3 separate regions of the Mus musculus genome follow, and regions 1 and 2 are each linked to region 3. The links are chromatin contacts, called in public Hi-C and promoter capture Hi-C maps. All regions are on one chromosome and are shown on one strand. The core of a region is the stretch at or near the end of the contact, and the rest is flanking DNA. Distances in the headings are between cores, read along the strand shown. Region 1 holds the start of Smg7 (Smg-7 homolog, nonsense mediated mRNA decay factor (C. elegans)). Region 2 holds the start of Shcbp1l (Shc SH2-domain binding protein 1-like). Region 3 holds the start of Edem3 (ER degradation enhancer, mannosidase alpha-like 3).

Evidence for each region. Promoter capture Hi-C pulls out the DNA fragments that hold promoters and counts their contacts. Hi-C and Micro-C count contacts between places; a contact is called where the count stands out from the background.
Region 1: a Hi-C map of neutrophils shows a contact between it and region 3, with 6 times the contacts expected there. The contact joins the promoter of Smg7 here to the promoter of Edem3 in region 3. A contact is called at or near these places in 7 of 39 promoter capture datasets (the C10 cell line, erythroid cells, hippocampal neurons and 3 more), 7 of 484 Hi-C or Micro-C datasets (CD4 T cells, CD8 T cells, natural killer cells and 3 more), 4 of 115 datasets of contacts at active chromatin or transcription factors (astrocytes, cardiomyocytes, embryonic stem cells and 1 more) and 1 of 9 other capture datasets (liver).
Region 2: a contact with region 3 is called in a promoter capture Hi-C map of liver, with 4 times the contacts expected there. The contact joins the promoter of Shcbp1l here to the promoter of Edem3 in region 3. A contact is called at or near these places in 2 of 39 promoter capture datasets (liver and pre-B cells), 1 of 115 datasets of contacts at active chromatin or transcription factors (astrocytes) and 1 of 9 other capture datasets (liver).

Annotation. Positions count from the first base shown.
Region 1 is chr1:152,900,675-152,905,306 of GRCm38.p6, forward strand. It overlaps Smg7 (Smg-7 homolog, nonsense mediated mRNA decay factor (C. elegans)), which reads right to left and starts at 1,972. Exons shown (of 23, transcript NM_001160256.1): 1 at 1,835-1,972. The coding sequence starts at 1,863.
Region 2 is chr1:153,422,029-153,426,946 of GRCm38.p6, forward strand. It overlaps Shcbp1l (Shc SH2-domain binding protein 1-like), which reads left to right and starts at 3,181. Exons shown (of 10, transcript NM_001033162.2): 1 at 3,181-3,558. The coding sequence starts at 3,196.
Region 3 is chr1:151,752,305-151,756,988 of GRCm38.p6, forward strand. Edem3 (ER degradation enhancer, mannosidase alpha-like 3) reads left to right here and starts at 3,070. Exons shown (of 20, transcript NM_001039644.2): 1 at 3,070-3,423. The coding sequence starts at 3,263. It overlaps 2810414N06Rik (RIKEN cDNA 2810414N06 gene), which reads right to left and starts at 2,714. Exons shown (of 2, transcript NR_151475.1): 1 at 2,539-2,714.

The DNA of each region.
Region 1 (4,632 bases), core at 722-3,221, 1.1 Mb after region 3:
CTAACAAACTAGTAAGTTCTGTAAGAGGGTGGAGTCCTTACTCTCTATTCTTAGCAGTTGGTACAATGCCTTACCTACAGGTGAACAACCAACCAATCAATGAATCATAGGAGTAGAAAGAGCAGATGAACAAAGAGAGCCTTTCCTATTTCCCTCAACTGCTCAGGTCATCTAGGACTCAAAAACATGGTACCTTTTTGTGGTGATAGCTACATTAGTCTGTGCTATTAATTTACTCACACACTGGATATTATCATGTAATTTCCTTAAGATTAAGAACTGTCCTGGTAGTTTCTATTTTTTTCTACTGCACCTATATATTCACAGCTCACTGTAAAGTTTACTTAATGCAGTAATAAGGGTAACAGAGGAAAAAAAAGAGAATGCCACCTTATAATATCAGGCATACACATTGTGCTAAACTCTGGAATTCATGCATCAAAGATTCAGAGATCCCACCACTCTCTCTCCAGTGTAATGAATAACTACTTTCAAAGACAGAATAGCCACTCTGTTTACCACAGAACAACATCAATTCTCTTGCAATATAAATATATATATGGGACCACTCTTAACACATCGACTTCCACATCACTTATGTCTAAACAGCTAAAGAAAATCTTACTCAGTTATCTACCCATTCAATTCTCTTCTCCTCAAGGTTTCAACTCACTTTTTAAAAGTATCTTCCCAAATAAGACCTGCTATTTAAAAGAAAAACACTGTTCCTGAAAGACAAAAAGGCCAGTTTGTAAGTTCCCAGTCTTAGCAACTCCTCCATTAGCCTCAGGCACTAGCAACCTTATTTCCCATTGTGAAGGCTGTATTTTCCCCTCTAGTTTCCTCCAAGCTCTCACTCAAAATCCGTCAAACTATTCTGACTGCACACCAGCTGCTGTCTTTCCATTCAAAATGTTCTCGACGTCGGTGTTAATGCATGTGAGTCTTCTTTAAGTGTGCATCAATCCCTGCTTCCCCTCCCTTACCCCAGACACTCACACACACACACACACACACACACACACACATACACATACACACGCACGCACCCCCAGTACCCATGGGTCACTCTATCTCCTTCATACAAGTTCCTTACATCGCACCTAATGAATGCACACGACTCTCAGAATGGTATCTTCCAACTACAGTTTCTTTCGAGAACATCACCTTGTTCGTAGCACCTCCCTCTTCCCTCGTCTCCCCATCCTTTTTCCCCCTTTCCGGGCTCTCCGACCCCTCTAACTCTGGACAGAAGGCATTATTTCTCCTCCTTCCAGCCCGCGACTAAAGAACAAGCTCGCGTTTCCTGCGGGCTCCCCTTCCTCTCATTTGCCCTCCAGAATGCGCCCTCCCAACCCCCAGGTGTGCCGACTTCCATCCTCCTCTCTCCTGCATCGCCCCGGCCAGCACACCACGTTTCCCGGGCCGTGGGCTCCAGACCCCTTCACACCCACCTCGACTCTGGGTCGCTGCCGGCTCTCCTCTCCCCTACCCCGGCCCCGCAGCCTGCGACCAGAGGCGCGCGCGCGCGCGCGCACACGCACACACACACACTCACACACACGTTCTCGTCTCCCGCTTCCCCAACCTCCCTCCGCTCCTCGCCCGGCTTCCCCCGGAGCGCGGCTCGCCCGGCTTCCCGGGGGCCAGGCAGCCATGTGTGTGCCCGCCCCCTCCCGCAGCCGCCCGCTCGGCCCCGCGCTCGGCCTCCCCGCCCTGGGGACAGAAGGACGCCGCGACTCCCCCACCGCTTCCGAGTCCGCCGGTCCTCGGCCCCCCGAGAGCCTCCCCTTCCCCCGTCGCCACCACGCCTCGGCCAAGCTCCGGCGCTCACCGGAGATACTGCGCGCTCTGCAGGCTCATCCTCCGCCGCCGCGTCTCGCCGCGAAGCCTCCGTGGGTCTCTCAGGCTCCTCGGAGCGGCCCCGCGGCCCCGCGGGTGCTGGCGGTCGCCGCCATCTTCCTCTCCTCCGACTCCTCCTCGCTTGGCGCGGGGTGGGGGGGGGGGAGAGTGAGTGAGGCGAGGGGGAGGGAGTTGGGGGGAGCGGCTCCGGCAGCGGCTGCGGCTCTGGCCTGTGGGGCGCAGGGACGCTCCGGCTCCGGAGGGGGGGGGGAAAAAGAAGGGGAAAGGGGCGGGGAAAGAGGAGGGGAGAAGCAGAGGAAGGAAGTCGGGTTCGCTCTCGCGAGACTTCAGCAGCGCCGGTCCCTCTGGGTGCTTTCCGCCGCTCTGTAGCGCTCCCTCTTGGGATCGGCGAGCGGTGCGGTGCCCGCGCGCCGGCCGAACGATCCGGTGCTGGTGCCCGGCGGCCTCCTAAGGCTCCGTCCTGTTCCTCCCGGGCGCGGGGGCGGCCCCCGGCTCACCGCGGACATCGAGCCCAGAGCAGCCCGGAGTCACACTCAAAGCCTTCCGCCCGGCCACCCGCCCACTTCTCACTTCCTTCCTTCTTTCTTTTTTTTTTTTTTCCCACTCCTCCACTTTCCCCGCCGGAAACGCCACCCCTTCCTCCTACAGTTCCGCCCGCCAATTCCTCGACTCCGGTCGTCCCCTCGCGCGCCGGAGAGTGACGCAGAGGCCTCCCCCGTTTCAGCCGCCCCTCCCCGGGCACTCTGGGAGAAGGTTGGGGGGGGGGGGGGGAATAGGGCGGAGCCCAGGGAGAAATAGAAAGGAAAACCAATCCGATTGGGCAGGCCGCTGCCATGGAAACTGGAGGCTGTGGTTGTATTGTCATAGTAACTGCCGTGTGTAGACAGGGTGACCCTCCCGTAGAGAAACGGGTTCCCTGGAAACTGCCCAGGATTCCCCACTTGGATTCCCTGCCTTTTTAAAAGCCAGAAGTCGAAATGGTTATCCGAGTAGGAAAGTCCATTTCTTCCTCCCTTACTCTCCCAGCAAAAATTGGGGGAGACCCCGAAGCATTCATTTTAGGCATTGCCAGTCCCCCAAGGGTGGAAACCACCTCCATCGTTGCCTATCTGAGCCGGGTAGGGAGAGGGCCGGGCCCGAGAAGAAAAGGCAGGTTATGAAGGCCGGCGGCGAGTGGGTGGGAACGAGAAAGCGAGGGCGATGCTGCGAAGTCAGAGGAAAGGGAAGGGGCTTCCCCACCACTGTTTGAGGCTGGGCAGCGGGATCCCGCCAGAAGCGGGTCCCTAAGGGAAGAGACGGGCACATGACAACCGAGATGCGGCTCCGGCGATCGCGAATGTTCGACTTTTTGTAGCCGGTCGACCCTTGCCTAATTCCTACTCGATATCACCGGCGAGACCTCCCGTAGGCGACTTAGTGAGAGCTCGAACCCAGCCTAGGAGGCTAACACGCAGTTCTTAGGCATTTAGAATGGAGAGCGATCAGAAAGGCTGATGACGTTCTTTCCAGAGGTACCCTCAGAGAGAAAAGACGCTCCGTCATCGAAGGTTGATCTCCAAAGACCCCCTCCTCAAAAACATCTGCAGTGTTTTAGAACTTGCCATAAAAAAAAAGTATCTAGATTTATCTGCATGAGGGAGTTTAAGAAAATAATTTTCCATTTTGAGAACGAATATTTTAAGCATTTTGTGTCAGGTTTAGGGTTAAAATAGAAATAATGGATCCTGATGATGTGGAATCGTGTAGAATAAGTCATTCTGATGGAATGAAGTAATTATTGATATTTTACAGGTTTTATTTTCAATTGATGTTGAAAGTTATATAAGCAGCTATCCTAAAGTGTTTTAGAATAAGATCCAAGAACGCAGTCCTCACTGTATAGTTAAAACCAGCATTTTCAATGGGATCTTGGTTTTGGTTTGGGTACCTGATATCTTCCGGTTTTTCCATGCTGCCTAAAGAATCGCTTTACAGGTCTTTCTCTGAATCCAACTCCTATTAACCTAGAACAGTGTTTATTTGGAACGTGTTTCTGTTCTCAGGAAACGAAAGTACAGCCCACTTGGACATCATTCTCAAGGACAGCATGTCATTAACGAAATAGAAAGTGAACTATGCCCCCTCATGCTGCAAGCAAGCGCGAGTGTGAGGCGCTATGACGTATGGGCGATTGCAGCAGTACAATGGCCCCTATCTTCCACCAGCGCCAACGCACCGCCCACTCACGGGAAAGAGAGCCACCTAGTGAGAAACTGTTCACATCTCTGGTGTGTAGCTTTCTACCTCAACTCTGGAAGTCAAAGAATGGAAGTTACTACTATATATACTCAAATATTCTACTTTTTTTTTAGTTAGTATTCAGGGTGATGAATTCCATTATGGCACACATACACACACAAATATTTTATCTACCTTCCCCATTGATTTCCTCCATACTACTTTCTTCCCTCTCTTCCTTGTGCTCTCCCCCTCTTAGTCATCCATTCTGCTTTCATTGTCCTGTGAATTTCCATTAGATTCTCCACTGCTTCCCTCCCTACAGACCTTTTCTTCCCTTTTCATGGTCCTGTTTGAACTTTCATGACACATACACATTTTTAATCTAGATGCTGTGTATGAGAGAAAATGTTATTTGTCTTTTTCAGTATGGCTTCTTTTTCTTAATATTTGATCTCCAGTTCCTTGCTTTTTCAAAAAAAAAAAAAAAAAAAAACCTGGTTCCGAGGGGGTTTGCGATTGAAAAAAAATCCATTATGTATATTTTCTTAT
Region 2 (4,918 bases), core at 1,931-4,430, 1.7 Mb after region 3:
CAGCCCTCCATGGCCTCTGCATCAGCTCCTGTCTCTAGGTTCCTGTCTGGCCTGAGCTCCGGCTTTGGCTTTCCTCAATGGACTATGATTCAGGACATATAGGCCAAGTAGACCCTAGCTGCTTTTGGTTATGTGTTTCATCACAGAGATAGAAGCCCTAACTAAGACAGCCAAGGGGTCCCTGAAGCATCATGAACTGTAAAGGTTATTGCTTCTCCTGCCCGTTGTGCCTCAACTAGAGTGAGTCCCTTTGGCTGAAGACACCAGATGCTTCAGCTGAAGGACATGAGGAAATCAAGCTTGTACTAAACTAGAATCTCCCTCCCTCTTATCTCCTTTCCTAGTGCCAGATGGTGGAGAACTGTCTCCAACAACTTTGCTTAGCTATTGACCCTGTGTGCACGCTACAGTACTAACACGTCAGGCCAGAAGTTTCCACTGGTGTAATAGCATCACGACTATTTTGGGTGCAACCAATGGCTTTTCTGTTATATTTAATGCTACAACACAGGAGGGAACAAACAGCTGGTACCACGTGATGTCCTGAACACAGGTTTCATAGCACGCCTCCCTGTCCTCCAGTTCTTACATCCTTTCCATCTCTTCCACAATGTTCCTTTATAGCCAGAACTGTTTTTAATCCTTTGTAAGAGCGACTAATGACTTAGGGTCTTGTTCTGTAATCCTGGCTGTCCTGGAACTCTTAGAGACCTGCCTGCCTCTGCCTCTGCCTCCCAGTGGCTCTGCATTCGTCACACCATTCTCCCTTCTATTTTACTCCTGTCTGAGTTGCCTACAACTTACTTCTCTTTCATAACTCAGCTCCACTGGGAATTTTATCTGCTCACGGAAATATAAATCAATACTTCTGGGGAAATAAACATTCTGGCAATCTGAAGTTGCTGACGTCGTCCTTTTCATAAATTAAAATTTAAAACATTTAAGAGTCCCACTTTGTGGCCCTGACTGGCCTTGAACCCAGAGACCCTCCTACCTCTGCCTCTCAAGAGCTGGGATTAATCTATCCCAGCTATAAAAGGGTTTTTTGTTTGTTTGTTTGTTTGTTTGCTTGTTTTGGGGGTTTGCTTGTTTGTTTTCTTTGAGACAGGGTTTCACTGTACAGCCCCGGCTGTCCTGGAACTCTCTTTTTAGACCAGGCTGGCCTCGAACTCAGAAATCTGCCTGCTTCTCCCTCCTGAGTGCTGGGATTAAAGGTGTGCACCACCACTGCCCAGCACTAAAAGCTATTTTTAAAAAGACTCAGGTTAAATATTGATTACTCTGTCAAGAAGGAGATTGTTTTCTTCCATGCTTTGGATTTTTTGTTTATATTTATTTATTTTACTTTATGTGCATGAGTGTTTTGCCTGCATGTGTGTATGTATATGTAGCATATGTGTGCAGTACCCACAGGGGGCACAAAAGCATCCGATTCTCTGGAACAGGAGCCACCATGTGAGTTCTGGGAATCAAACCCTGGACCTCTGGAAGAGCAATGAGTCCTCTTAACTGCTGAGCCATTTCTCCAGCCCCAACATAGTATGGCTTTGAAATATGTATGTAATAATCATAGTCTTTACACATGCTGTTGCCTACACTTTGCTTAGGGTAGGCAGGCCTTGTGTCTTTCATCTGTATGCCTTTGGCATCTACACAGTGCCTGTCTGGCACTTAGTAGTTCCTATGAAACATCTGTTTGTTTCCGGAAGAAACAAAAACTAGTGCTGTGTTTGAAATTTAAACACTTTGAACTAGCTCACAGGATTTTTTTTTTTTTACTCTAAACTTAAGGGCTAAACTAATACTAATAAAATAATTATTTTTTCAAAGAAAGGAAGAGGAAAGCATTTAAAACAAAATAACAAGAGTAAGCAGAGGGTGGCAGTGGGTGCCTATCACCATAGTGCCTGGGAGGCAGATGAAGGGCCCTGCAAGCTTGAGGCTCAGTCTACACAACACACCAGGCAAGCATGGACTGCACACACACACACACACACACACACACACGCGAGGTAATGAATTAAAAGAAGAGAAAACCAGCCCTGTAATAGATTTTATTCGAATGGGTGGTCTTGGGTGGTTATAATGGCACCATTTTAAAGAAGGTCACAGACTCCAGACAAATACAGTGAAGTGTGAATACAGAATAATTGAAGTCCTAATTGTTTTCTGCACTACAGTAACACGATACAAACGGGAATGTCTCCTTCAAAATAAACTCACAACTTCACACAGTGTCCTTCCAAGTGAGCGAGAGGGAAGGCAGGTGTTTTCCCAAGTCACCTCAGCTCGGGGGCTGTGCGCCCAGCACAGAGTCCAGATAGAGTAAACAGACGGTATTCCAACGGGCTCAATACACAAGCAGTCTCACATACCGGGAACTGGAGTCCTGATGCTCATCAAAGGCCGTGAGCAACATTTAGGAAAATGCGCTTACTCACCGTCGCCACCGCTGAAATACGTGTTGATAAGGGTTGCAGTACTGTAAACACCCATCAGGGAGAATTCTGAGCAGCTCCACAGACTAATTTGACCCATTGACTTAATCACATCTTCACACACACACACACACACACACACACACACACACACACACACACACACACACACACACACACACAGAGCAATTTGTTTATGATATGAAGGGACGCCTAAACTGAGATCCGCGTGGAAAGGTGATCCCGGGTGCCTACATCTATCCGCAGTTTTCTCTGGTAATAACCAGCTGGTCCCAGTCACAAATGCTTCCTAGAATAAAAGTATGTTTCCTTTGGCTGGGGGGAGGGGGTCTGATTCAATCGGTAGAGTGCTTGTCTAGCAGGTAATGAACCGCCCCATTGAGTGGGGCGGGCCTGTGAACCCAGCACTTGAGAGGGAGAGGCAGGAGAATCAGAAATTCAAGGTCATCCTTGGCTACCTAGGGACTTCGTAGCTTGCCTGGCCCTGAAATGTTTCAGGACTTAAGGGTGGATGGGTGGGGACCAACGAGCTCCTAGGTTCTGCCATTAGGCGATTCCAAGGATCAATGGGCGGGGTCAGAGGCAGGACCCCGCCCCTATCCCCGCCTCTGCGCAGCGTGCTCCCACCGCCCCCGCACCTGCCTTCATTTCCCGCCCACGCATGTGCTCGCCCGCGGAGCGCGCACAGGCTGCGTGGTCCCACGAGGGGAAGGCGGCCAACGGCTGCGGCGCGAACATGGAGTCGGATGCCACGACCTCAGAGCCCAAGGCCTCGGTCGGGAGTGACAGCTCGCCAGCGGAGCAGACTGTCTTAGCCACCCTCCGGGACTCGGTGGCCGCGCCCACCAGGGGCTTCATGTCCCCCGTGCGCTCGGTAGTGGCCTCCCCGCGCCCCGTGAAGGGCAAGGCGGCACGGCGACGGCTCCAGCTCCCACCGGTCACCCAAGCCGAAACATGTGACGAGGAGCCCGTGCCCGCGGTGCCTGAGGACCAGGAGGAAGCGCAGCCCCTGCCACCGATCTACGCATCCCCCATGAGGGGCATGTGGCGCAGCGAGAAGGTGGCTCTGTACTGCGACCAGGTGCTACAGGGCTCGAAGGTGCGAAGCTGCAGAGGGGCCAGCTCCGGGAGGTTTGGGTCTTTCCCACAGCAGGGAAAGCAAATCTGTCCCTTCAAAACAGTCTTTTGGGGGAAAAAATCAGTCTTTTGGAGTCAAGGGGTACAGAATGCCACCTTGGCCACCTTAGTCGTTGCCCAGACCCTCAGCTCCTGCCCTAGAGGACTTGACTAACCCGTTATACAAAATTGTCAGCTAAAATGACACCTCCTAAAAGATGAGGCCGTGAAGCGCTCGTCACAGTCTGGGCATACATCTTACTGTCCACTCAAATACACAGAGCTCGGTGTCCACACACCCTAGTGTCCACACGTCTCGTTGTTAACACACCCTAGTTTTTAATACATCTTCATATTAGGCCCAAACATAAAGCTAATATTACGTTGGAATTGTGAAAATGGCAGCTAGAGAGACAGCTCCTTGGTTAAGAACATTTGCTGTTCTAGTAGAGGGGTCAATTTTCCTGTCCCAGAACCCACAAGGTGACTCCCATCCATCCGACACTCCTGTTTCAAGGGATCCCAGATCCTCTCCTGAGCCTTCCCAGGCATCAGGTGCAAGGGTGGTGTGAATACACGGATGCACATAAAAACAGGCGTAAGATGTCCCCAGAATGGTTCCCAGTCAGCAAGTCACGATGTAGACAGGTGTTTTGCATGGAAAGAGCCTGATAACACCAAACAGGGTGGCACACGCCTTTAATCCCAGCACTCGAGAGGCAGAGGCAGGCAGATCTCTGAGTTCAAGGCCAGCCTGGTCTACAGAGAGTTCCAGGACAGCCAAGGCTACACAGAGAAACCCTGTCTCAAAAAAAACAAAAAACAAACAACAACAACAACAAAAAAACCCCACCAAACAGAACAAATAGCATACATTTTAATACTGCATTTTATTTAAAGTATAGCAAAAGAATTTGTGTACAAGTATATTCGTTGCAGCGATGGGTATAAAAATTGGCTGAGCATGGTGACTCATGCCTTGTTTGTCTTTTGTAGACCAGGTTGGGCCAGAACTCACAATAATCCACCTGCCCATCCCAGTACTTGGGAGGATGCTGGAGCCCGAGAATTGTGAGTTTAAGGTTAACCTAGGTCAGTCTCAATAGTGAGATTTTTGTTTCAATAGTAAAGAAATAGCTGGAATTCTAGATCAAGTGGCAGAGTGCTTGAAGTATTTGAGTCCCAGTACCAAACGCAGTTCCTGCACTCCTGGAGAAAGGAAGAAAGGATAGAGCCATAGAGAACTACAATGAGGCAGGCATCATGGTACACCCCTGCAATCCCAGCACTTAGGAAGTTCAGGCAGGAGGATCGCCCTGAGTTTGAGGCTAGTGTGGGCTACC
Region 3 (4,684 bases), core at 1,820-4,319:
ATTCTTTAAAAAGCCCGTCTCTCTTATTCCCCTTGGGTGCTTTCCACTAATATTGGTTTTTTTTTTTTTCTGTACAACTCCAAGCTCTCCAAATTAACTTCCATATCATTTAAAAAGATTACTCATGTATAAGTTTGAAAACTAACAAATGAAAAATTTCCCAGGAGTCCATAAATTGGCAATTAGCTAATAATTCCTATTCCCATTAATGGGTTAAAATGGGATCTACTTTGAAATGTACTTTTGTGAATGTGTTTCCATACTGAATATGAATCTCCAGCTTAGAAATGTTAACTCCCAATTCCTTTTAGGTCACACCAGATTTTCCTATTTCGGATTTTGCAGAGGTTAGTGAAACATGGACTCAACTATTGGCTAGAAGTTGAATCACAGTGGGGAGGAAAAGACGCTTATTATTCAGGGAGTCAACAAGGAAGGTGTCCTGCCTACTTATGACAGCCTTTAAAACTTCAGTGTTAGCTGGGAGACAAGCAAAAATGCAGAAAGATAAACACTGAGGCCAGGACTTCCTTTTCAGTTCGTTGTTTCTTTAACAAGATCACTACTGTCTTATTGAGACCCAAAGACTCAGAAGTCTTTATGATTAGAACATCAAGAAGTCTAATAATAAATAGTAATAATGATAACGATCATAATATTAAAATCAACCTAGTTATTGCCAATAAGTTCCTTCAAATAACTGACTTGAAAATACATCTGAAAGTCATTAGGTATTTTTCTACTGTCTTTGTTCTTCGTTTTCAAATACTAGCTGATTGGTGTTGAACTTTGGCTTGTCCTGTTCTCTATGCCACATCCACACCAACTCAAAGGTATTTATTTACTTAGCTAACTTCGTCATTAAGGCTGCCAACAAGGATCCGGGATGGCAGCAATGCAGGATTGCAGGTTTGTAAAAGGGATAAACATCATTCAGAAATGAGCTCATGTGTACAGTATTCATATGATTACAGGGAAAGGTCATATTATTCTCACTTTATAGTGAGGAAACTGAAGGAATAAGAAATCAACACTTCTTGAACATGTCTAGTGGGGGAGACACAGCACTAGGCCTTTTAGAATAATCTGGTTATTTAGAAACAAGCTGGTTAATACCCCTCAAACGATCAAAATCTAGTGGATGTAAAAATGCACTAATAGAGACACAGAGTACTGTGGAAGAACAGGAAGGAGAGTGGTTTGAACACTTTCTGCAAGGTTTAGAACTGTTTTGTGGTGATGGAATCTAAGCCAAGTCTTAATGGTTTGTGGGCGTGGGGCAAAGATTACAGAATAACAGAGGAGATAGAAGAGCAAAGATAAAGAAAGGAAAAGAGTGTGAGAATTTACTTCGTAGTCGAATAGAACTTGAGGGCAGGGGCAGATCGAAGGCAGAGGGAGGAGGAATTCAGAGGGTTTGCAAATCGAAGCTTACTCTGTGGCAGTGTAGAGGAGACTAGGACGTTGCAACTGTTCAGCAAAGAGATAATGAGAGCTGGAACTAGGAAAATGTGGACTAGAAAGGCAATGGTCTGAAAGATAGTAGCGATAAGGATCTGGGTGATTTACCCACTGGTTGGACACTAGGAAAGAAGAGGGTGAGTAAACAGGTCTGAAGCATTAAATAATTTTACACTTGAGTTTCTCTTGGACCAGACAGAAAGGAAATTGAATGTAAGGCCAATGATCAGGACAGATATAAATCTAGAAATCAATCCGAGCAACAAGGTGACTTAATCCGTGTCAGAAATCACTAAAGCGAAACCCGGAGAGTACAAAGAAGCAAAGGAGTCGAAACAGAACCTTCAGGAAACACCTGCGTTTTTGAAAGAGGAGAGAAGGAAGAAAGGTTATTTTGTAACCCGGATGGTCAGAGAGATAAGACTTAAGTGGTGAGGCATTAAAAGCAAGAGGTTTCAGATAGCTCGATATTGCTGAACGGACAAATACGAAATTTACTGTGGCCACAGAGGTCACATCCAAGCTCCTCAACTCTGCCGCCACCTGCTGAAGTGGCACAAAAGAAAGACATGTGCTTTTGCAAGAGAAACCCACCTGTCATTTTACCCACAGTTAGCCTGCCAATCAGCCATTGCAACTCATTACAACATCTAGTCTTCACTAAATTAAAAAAAAAAAATCACTTTTGCATTGTACACTTCTTTCCTTCATGGGCTTTTAAGATAACTATTATTAATCACGTTCTTAGCTTTGCTTGGCCTCCTTCATTTTGAGTGTCCTGCTTAGTTGCTGGGGTACTGAATTAGAGGAGTAATTCAGGAGTTAGATTAGTGTTTGCTAACTTCTTCCAAGCCTTTGTGCAAAAGTTCAAGCTACGTGTGCAAAAGTAGAAGGACGATATATACATATTAGAGTTGTGTATATGCGCTAATGAAAGTAAAACTCTCACATGGTCGTCAAAGGTTCGAGTCATTTAGCTGTTGTTCATTTCCTAGTTTTTGTTTTGTTTTGTTTTGTTGTCATTTTCTCGAGGGCAGAAGAATATTTTCACTGTTCACCCAGGCATTCGGTACCGACCTGGGGGCAAGTCTCATTCTGTCAGCTCTCAGGAAAAAAAAAAAATCTTCAGGAAGAGAATGGCAAAGCACTCACGAGTCTCAAGGACTGGGCAGCCCACCGACGAGGTAGGGTTGGCCAAAGGTCTTGCGGAACACAGAACGCCTGGAACCTGCGTGGCCTTTACAGAATAGGACTACAAGTCCCAGAACGCAGGGCGCTACTAGGCAGAAATCTAGCAAGGCGCCTGCGCGTAGGTCTGTAGTCAAGCTGGAGGAAGCGGTGCACCTTGGGACTAGTAGTTCCTAGGTGGCAACTCCTGGGGTCGGAGGTGGATCGAAGGGACAGCTCCCTGCCCAGTCCCGCCTTTTGTCCACGTCCCGCTTCTCTGGGCCAATGCTAGGTCCTGTAGCTGCGGCCAGCCCCTCTCCGAGGCTGTCTCCATTGGTCCCGAGGCTATCTCACTTCGGCTCTACCCGGAAGTAGCCTTGGAGAGGCGGTTTCCTAGACTACGACACCGGAAAGCTGGGGGCGGTGCTCCGAGCCGTGGAGGGCGGAGGGTGGTGGCAGCGCTGGCGCTGGGGGACCGGCTCGGTGACTTCGGCAAACAGTTTGGCGCCGGCGGCCGCCAGCCTCACTCCACAGTCCGCCCTCGACACGGCTCGCAGCCTCCTCGCCGCCGGCAGCCCGCAATGTGGCCCACCGTGCCGGTGTAGCAGCTGCGCGTGCGCGGAACCGCGGGGCCATGAGCAAAGCCGGCGGCTGCCGGGGCTGTGGGTGCCGGGTCCCCCAGCGAGCGTCATGGAGCCTGGTGGCAGCGACGGCCGCGCTCTGTCTGGTGTTGGCCACGTCCGTGTGCACGGCAGGGGCCGCGCCCATGAGTAGGGAAGAGAAGCAGAAGCTTGGGTAAGGGTGCGTGGCTGTCCGGGTGGGTTTCCTCGCGCGGCTGCCAGCAGTGGAGGTGCCTGTCATTGCGCCCCCGGCGCACTGTGGACTTTTTCTGTGGTGACTGTAACAGCTGGTGAGGCTGGAGGACCTCGGTGCGGTGGACGGGGTCCAGGACGATGGGAGCTGATCCCCGGGATGTGACCTCGGGGGCTGTCGAGTGTCTCCTGGGCAGCCTGTGACATATGTAGTGTTGTGTCAGCGCCTCTGCCATGTCAGGGGCTGGTGGAGGGGCTACCGCCTGGGTGGCGGAGGCAGGGTTGGATGTCTCACCCAAGTGAGCTCCCAGCGGGAAAATGTTGCGGTGCTTACACCTGTTAAAGGAAAAGGGGCGTTCACCGGAACTTGAACTTTTCAGACTTCACTATCCCCCTTGCTGTGTTTTCTTTCCTAAATGGCACTTGTGAGCTAGAGCAGGCGATTTGATGCTATTCAGAGGCCTCGATTAAGTGTACCCCCTTAGAGTAGTTTTATGAGGCTTAAAAGTGTTCCAAAACACTATTTATAGCATTTAATCCAGTAATTCGAATACATCCGAAGTGGCACAAGTGACTAAGAACGAAGTGGAGAATCTCTGGATTTTGGCAAAACCGTGAAGTTAAGTGAGAGGAGAGGAAATGTGTGCCTGTCAGTAGCACGGCGAGTTGACTGCGAAAGATGCTTATTAAAACAGTGAAGTGGGTGGGTTTTGCTTGTCTGGTAGGTTAGCACAGAACACTAGAATGCACTGCTGATTAGTGAAGAGGTGAGAAAACTGGTGGGGATGTAAACCACGTGACTTATTGACACCAACTCCAGAATTTTAAATTGTGCTTGCTCTTTGATTCATTTCTTTCTCTGGAGAATCTATCCTACAGAAGTAAAGACACAATTAGAGATAAGTGTATAAAGGGGTGCATTTTGACAGAACAGAACAGGCTGGGGGGGGGTGTCATACATTTAGAAAGAGTTCTGTACTAAAGCAAGTTGTAGGTTAATATATAAATAGAAAGCATATTATTTTATAAGAAAAAATAGTTGCCTGAACTCAGGAAAAAATAACAGGTAACTTATCCCACAAAGGGAGGTGGAGCCATTAGGTTCTGACGTAGATACTTCTTTACTTCCGCCATTGCAAAAGAACTATACTAATTTTTAAATCACAGAGCAAATAAAAATGTGAGTAAAAGAAGATGAAGTGTTATCTATTCAAACAAAATTACCAGTGAATTCTAGACTCTTG